Regions from separate parts of the Rattus norvegicus genome. Here region 2 is linked to region 1. Evidence: chromatin contacts called from public Hi-C data. All regions are on one chromosome and are shown on one strand. Each heading gives the region's core, a stretch centred on a gene start, on an enhancer-like site or on the middle of the called end of the contact. The rest is flanking DNA. Distances are from core to core; before and after follow the strand shown.

What was found. A called contact is a pair of places that touch in the nucleus more often than the background predicts.
Region 2: a contact with region 1 is called in a Hi-C map of liver, with 5 times the contacts expected there. The contact joins two enhancer-like sites.

Annotation. Positions count from the first base shown.
Region 1 is chr17:53,027,601-53,031,344 of GRCr8, forward strand. No RefSeq gene overlaps it. Among named protein-coding and RNA genes, the nearest start is that of Inhba, 780 kb to the right of the region's middle. Within about 2 kb of position 2,286, at least 3 of the 93 cell types and tissues checked have an H3K27ac peak or open chromatin away from gene starts, as enhancers often do. A contact at or near this core is called in liver, where this site is marked.
Region 2 is chr17:53,202,231-53,206,074 of GRCr8, forward strand. It overlaps the pseudogene LOC120097966. Among named protein-coding and RNA genes, the nearest start is that of Inhba, 600 kb to the right of the region's middle. Within about 2 kb of position 1,676, at least 4 of the 93 cell types and tissues checked have an H3K27ac peak or open chromatin away from gene starts, as enhancers often do. A contact at or near this core is called in liver, where this site is marked.

The DNA of each region.
Region 1 (3,744 bases), core at 1,036-3,535:
TTAGAGAAATATGCTTGTTTCAGGTTTCAGACTCTCAAGAGGATAGTAGTCATTGATTTCTAGCCTTAAAGCAATGATAAAGACTTCCAGATATGAATGGGCTTCTATGGAACCCAGCCAGTCTGCCTGAAAGACTCCCGCTATAAAATATTTGGTTTCTTCTGGACACCCACCCTCTTCTCCCTGTACTTCTCCCTCACTTTTTGAGGTCGCCTCACTTGGCAGCCACCCTGATGATAACACAGAATGGCATTTATTGGCTGGATAGTTTTCTTATTTAAGACTAACTACTTTAAGACTGTGAAATGATTTCTGAAAGTTACATGATTATCTGCTGAAGCAAATGCCTTTGTGACAGCATATATATTTGTTGGTCAGTTATGTAGTAGTCATAGACCTAGAGAAGAAGGGCCCTCTGGGATCCCTGGAAAGTACATTTTACTAATATCAAAAGGTATTAGGCTGACAGATGCAAATTTAATTTTAAACATAATTTAGAAGAAACAAATATTAGTTTAGCTTAAAACACAGTTATTTCTGATTGAAATGAAGGTTGGCTTGAAAACTATCACAGAATAATGAGTGGTTCTCATTGCTCAGACAACATATTGTCCCGACTTATTGTTACAAGTCTGATAAATCTGAGTGATACTGGCTGATTCATTTAGATTGCTATCGCTGAACAGGGTTTTCCAAAGGTATTTTGCACTTCTGAAATATCTTAATCTAGAAGAAAGTTCTATACAAGAGTGACCATGTCTAAATGAAAGTTGATACAGGTTTAGATTCAGATTGGGAGCCATCAAGTTCCTCTCTCTGACGGAGAGTATGGATCTCGCTGGCAGAATGTATAGGCTCTCACCTCAGAAGCGAGATGCAGTGCTTTGGCAAATTCTCTAATTTTCCTATTTGAGACTTATTGTCTAACGCCAGATAGATTCTCTTGCAAAAGACCAAACATTAGACTTTGAACTTCTGATGAAAGATTTAATGTGCAGCGATCAATGAGCGAAACCATTATGCAACACTAGAAATATGCAAAAAGTTAAGATGGAAAGGGGAAAATTAATATTCTTGAATTATTTGAACATGACAACATGGAATTTGCTTTAAGTAAAAACTTGTATGACAATGGAATCTTGAAATAATTACAACTAAAATCTGAGGAAAATGGACATAGTGTTCTGTATTTTTAAAAGAAATCAGTGTGCTGAATTGTGCTATGTAGAATTCGCTGTTTTCTCTTTCCTTAACAAAATCTTGGGTGTATTCCATAACTTCCTGGTCACATTTGGTAATTAAAACTTAGTGTGGCTTAATTTAAACCCTTAATTGCATTTCCAATTTAAAGCTAGAGCTGTGACTCGGGCTGCTATGAAAAGGGGTGGGGGCAAGATCTGTCTCTGGAGCCATGTTGTCCTACCCCTTCCTAAACTCGTATCTTCCTAGGAGCTCAAAGGAGAGCCTAGGGCTTTGAGAAATACTTCCTTAAATGGTTGCTTTAATGTGGGTAGAAAGTGCCTTTAGGCATTGCTCTGACCTTTCCTGGTCCCATCTTCTGGTCCTGGTTTTCACACATGTATTACATATGTGTTTTTTACTTTTATTCACCTTCCTTGGTGTAGTCTTATATGCTGTAAACCCTGAGTGAGCATCTCAGGTCTTTTTTTTCCCCCAAAGCTGATAACCGAACCCAGGGCCTTGCACTTGCTACGCAAGCGCACTATCACTGAGCTAAATCGCCAACCCTGCATCTCGGGTCTTAACTTGGTGGATAGTAACTAAAGGTGTGGCATGCATCAAGCGCTCCTTCAAGTGGAACCAGTAAGGAACCCAGCTTTCCTTTAACGCCAGGTGAGCATGGAATGGAAGTGTCAGTTCTGGTAATCAACTTACCTTTTCCAGATGTTTCTGCCACTGTTTCTATAAGTTCTCAGAAACACATCTCTAGGAATTTGTGGACTGAAAGTTGATTATAACCCATGTAGTTCCATATGTTTGTTCCATACTTCTAGGCCACACATTAAATATACTCAAATACTCAGCCACTGCATCCTCTTGAGAAATAGGAGTCTGTCAGCTTTTGAAGTGCAAATGGGCCCTAGTTCTTAAGGAATTATCAGTTACTTTTTATTGTAGGTTCCCACAACTTCTATGGATGCTTTTCTTGGAATCTACACATTTTTGGAGGAGGGAGTGGCACATGTACTCTTCTCTGTTCTTATGGTCTAAGCCTTTGCTGAGAACCTTTTTCTCCATAACCTGGAAAAGGCCTGATTAGGTAATATCTGATGGACTGTGACCCTGTTGATATCACTGCTTCTGCTGGAACATATCTGTTACTACCACATGGTGCCTTATTTGTGGGTCTTGTTGGAATATGAGTACCTCTGTCTCTAGGTCTGGAATAACCTTTTACCTATTACATGAATGAAAATTAAAAGTGACTTACATATTCAGGGAACTGTGGCCCTACAAAGGTAGTTTAAGTGGGAACTGGTTACAGGAAAGAAGTTATTTTTCACACAGACTGTGTTAATTGTTTAGCATCAGAATGATCCTATCCCTGCCTGAGGTAGAGATTACATTTTACAATGGAGCTGACTTTGCCAACCATCAGCACAGGCCACAGGGACAATAATGTGGCTGTGTCCTCTATCCTGTCCCTATGTATCTAGAATCCTTCTATGAATTCAGCTTCTAATTTATAGCTCCTGTATCAGTGGCTCTATCTGTGTGTCCATCTCCTGCCCTTACTCCTTGGTTTATGCATCCATCCTAATGTCTTGACTGATTCTACATAAAAGCTGTGTTGTAGTTTTACTATGGGACTCACAGGTGAAATACTTCATGGAAACTTGGGCTATTGACTTTTAGCAAGGACTCCTGATAAATCCCAATAAAATCCGAGAAGCTCTGGGCTACCTTGAAACCAAATCAGCTACGTTATCAATGAATCAGTGACTAATCTTCTCAATAATATTTACAGGTATGCCTGGCCTCTTAGTGAATCTCTTGAGACATATAAAACAGTTTCTATTTACACGAGAACTTTATCATTCCTCAATAATTCATCATGTTTGCCAACTTTACTGGATCTGGAAACAACTAAGAGATAAGCTGTTGGGCATTTTCTTGATCAGTTACTTGAAGGAATTTTCTCGATTAGCTTATTTGGAGTGGGAAATCCCACCTTAAATGAAGGTGACACCTTTTGAACTCCACCAAATAAGGAGATCTAAGACAGGAGCAGAGCTTATTTGCCTTGTTGCCTTAGTTTCCCTGGTAAACATTTACCCTCCTGGCCCATCTCACTGCTTCCTGAACTACTGCTGCGTCTCTGAATGGGTAGCAGAACTCGGCATCTTCAGCCTTCTGGTGTGAACTGAAGATCAACATGCTCCAGGGATTTTTCACACAGCAGAACCAATGCTTCTTCAATCAGAACATGGGAAGATTTTAAAAGTGCATTGCAAGAGAGAGCAGTCAGATAAAAAATAAACTCATGAGGCTAATACCAGTCTGACAACCTGAATTCTACCCTCAGAATTCACATGATGGAAGGACAAAGAATTCCAAGTTGCCTTCTGACACACAAACACACATGCAAACATATATGCAAACATACTGACAAATACAGACACTCAAACAAACACATATACACATGCAAACACACACAAATGCAAACATATACACATGTGCAGAAACATGCATACACACATGCAAGCACAGGTAAAAACATAC
Region 2 (3,844 bases), core at 426-2,925, 170 kb after region 1:
GATGGTGCCAAACCAACTCTGGAACTCTACATAAACGTGGGATGGTGGCAGAGTCTAATGTAGTTTAGTTCATTCAGTACAAATGATAAATGGAAATGGGCAAGAATAAAGAAAAGGTGTTGAAAGTAAGTGAGGTCCCTCTGTTTGTGTGTAACATACATAGTATATACAGGGAGGGACAGGCTTTGGACGGGTTCCTTTTAAATAACATAACTACACAAACTGGACTACATTGCTAAGGTGAGTGAATTCATAGGAAGAAGTGATGCTCTTAGCACCACGCATCAGCACTAATGGAAGAATGTCTCTCAAAACTGTCAAAGTGCGTTTCACACTTCACTACCCCGATAAATATCACAATCTTTTCATCAGACTGAAAGAACCATCAAAGTAAATATAATAGAAGCAGTAAAGAGGGATATGTTATTGCAAGAAAACAAATTAGTGACATAAAAATCCAATTTCAAAAGCTTTCCATTACTGTGAGAAAAAGTATGAGAAAATTATGATGGGACAAAGATGAAAGATAGGGGGAAGCAGTGAGGAGGAATACATGCCTATGACAGAAATTCATAGTATCTGTAAGTATCCCACGAGGAAAACAACGGAGTTACTGAGAAAGGAGAAAAAGATTGGCTCAGCATCAAACATTCCAATAATATTAAATGACAATGGAGAGAAGGATTTCAGCCGGAAGTTTTCCATGAAAAGAAAATATTGTTAACCTACAATTCTATATCCAAGAGAATTATCATTCCTGTCCGAAAGCCAACATAGACCTCAGTCAAGAGGCTGTTACAGAACAATGCATGTATGCTATGTAACCACAGGGTAAGTGCTCCAAGACAAGCTTTTGGCTTTGTTACAATCCAATAGAAAACCAAATGAGAGATACATCTTTGCTAAGCAATGAAAAAAATAAATATAAGACAACATATCTCAGAAAAAAATGAGTGGTATGCACAACATAGTAATGTTTATTCACTAAATACAGTCACAAGTTTCTTAGTGCTGAGGATCCATTAATCTTGAGTGTGTGTGTGTGTGTGTGTGTGAGAGAGAGAGAGAGAGAGAGAGAGAGAGAGAGAGAGAGAGAGAGAGAGAGGGAGAGAAGAGAGAGAGAGAGAGGGAGAGAGAAAGAGAGAGAGAAAGAGAGAGAGAGAGAGAGAGAGAGAGAGAGAGAGAGAGAGAGAGAGAGAGAGAGAGAGAGAGAATGCCACAGAGGGAAAGCTTGTAGAAACCTGAAGGGTCTGAACAGACTCTCAGGGGCTGAAGTTGCAGGAGGATGGGAGATGCTAAATGTGGCTGCTGAGAGCTGAATTCCAGTCTTCTGGGAAATCAGTATGTGCTTTTAAACACTGGGCAATTTCTCTAGCACAGTATCAGCACTGCTTAAACAGTCGAAAGTTCAAAGTCTTTTCGGAGACTTTTGCAATCTCTTAACTAATCCCAGATAAAATCAAAATGAAAAACCGGATCACATACTTCCAACATACAATGGAATAGAACACACATTAACACTCAAAAGGGTGGAAAGGGAGCATAGTGAGGAAATACTGGACCAAAGCAAGGCTGAAAATCATTTTGGCAAACTCCAAACTTTTCATCGCCATGTGCAATGTCAAAATGCTCTTCAGATCTGCGCCTCCCTCCAGGTTTGTTGACTGCAGCACTCTCCTTTCTCGTGGGCTGGTTTCATACCCCATTAGCAGCCTTCCTCACCAGGTACTCCATGGCTCTGATCTCTCCAACATTTTAGGGTCTCCATGGCAATCGAGGCTTCACTTTCACAGGTTCACATGACAGCCTCTCTGGACCTCCATGCAGGGACACCCCTGACAGATGCCTGACCTCAGCAGCATTTCTTAGTCACAGAGGGAGATTCCATAACCTTTCTCTTCTATCCTTGACTTTAAAGCCAGAGTCATTTGGTCAAAGTAGCCAAGTTCTGCTACCTGCTAGAGGGGAACAACTCCCCCCGCCCCAATTCAATTTTATTTCCACTAGCTTTCTTGGTTTGATGGTTTCCTTCACAGCCTAATTTTGGCTGTCTTGGAAATTGCTCTGTAGACCATATTGACCTTGATTTTACAGATCCTTTTGTTCTTCTCCTGGAGTTCTGGGCTTAAAGGAATAGTCCACCATACCGGGCACTAAGCTTTTCTTTAATTGTTTTCAAAAATTGAAAGTTTATCTGGGTGGGGTCTTGCCCTGAGATCATCATTCCTTTTATTCTGTTCAACACTAAGTTTTCCTTTAATCTGCTCATCCCCTTGAACACAGGATTTAGCTCCTTTTCATTTCCTGGTGACCCTTTTATAGGAACTGTAGTTTTGTATTTTTCCTTGCTCAATTTGCTCCATTTTATTATAGATCTTCTATAGATTTTAGAATGAACACTAATAACCACAGGGCAGAGTCAATAGTAGGTTGTTTTGAAATTTCCTTTGCTAATGTAATTAATAAAAAACAACTTTGCTTCAGGCCAACATTTCTTTTTTTTAGTTTTGTAACAACTTAAATAGTTTTATTAGTCCACGCTACTTGTTTTGGGTCCCTGTGAAACAATGCTATACCCTCTACTTGGACTGACTTACTCCACCTCTTCGGTGGTGGGGCCTGAAGAAGCACCACCAGATAGAGAAGTTTCTCCACCAGGGAAGCCACCAGGCATTCCTCCAGGCCTGCCACCAGCACTCTGGTACAGCTTGGTCATGATAGGGTAGCAGACTTCTCCAGCTCTTTCTGCTGATGCTCAAATTAAAAATATAGAACACTTCATGAATTTGTGCATCACTCTTGTGCAGGGGCCATGTTTATCTCCAGATTGTTCCAATGTGTGCTGCTGAAGAGAGCACTCAGGCCGACTTTTCAAACAAGGGTAAAAAGTAGTCACATTATTGACCAAAACACCACAGGAATGCTTTCCAGGTCACATATTAATATTATTCTCTTAAATCTCTTGAATCTCCACACTTCAAATCACCCTCAGCATCACATGTTCCTAATAGTATGGCCCATTGATCAGCCCTGAAAGCATTCCATCACTCAAAGTCCCTAAGTCCATATTCCTCTACATAAAAAACATGGTCTTTCCCGTACAGAAGCTTTGCAGTTTTATAAGGTCCCATTGGTCAATTCTTGATCTTAGAGCATAAATCATGCTGTTCTGTTCAGGAAAACTTCTCCAGTTTGAGGCTCTTCCCCACTTTTTCTTCTATTAGTTTGAGTGTATGTAGTTTGATGTAAGGTCCTTGATTCACTTGGACTTAAGCTTTGTACAGGGTGATGAGAATGGATTGATCTGCATTCTTCAACATGCTGACCTTTAGTTGAACCAGCACCATTTGTTGAACATGCTATCTTTTTTCCATTGGAGAGTCAAATATCAAGTGACCATAGGTGTGTGGGTTCATTTCTGGGTATCAATTCTATTCCACTGATCTATCTGCCTGTTTCTGTACCAATTTCATACAGTTTTTATCACTATTGCTCTGTAATACTGCTCAAGGTCAGGTGATTTCCCCAGAAGTTCTTTTACTGTTGAGAATAGTTTTTGCTATCCAGGGTGAGCATCAATGAAAGGAGAAGTCTTTCGTCCTGTCAAGGTTGGACCCCCCCCCAGTGTAGAAGTATGTGGGGGGGCAGGAATGAGGAGTAGATAGGGAAGGGAACACACTTATAAAAGAAGGGGAGAGGGGTGGGATAGGGTGCTTATGTTCGGGAAACTGGGAAAGGCAACAACATTTGAAATGTAAATAAAAATATCCAATAAAAAATCATTGCTATGATTATCGATCATAGCAATATGCCAGTGCCTTCTGTCTTAGAGTTTCTATTACAG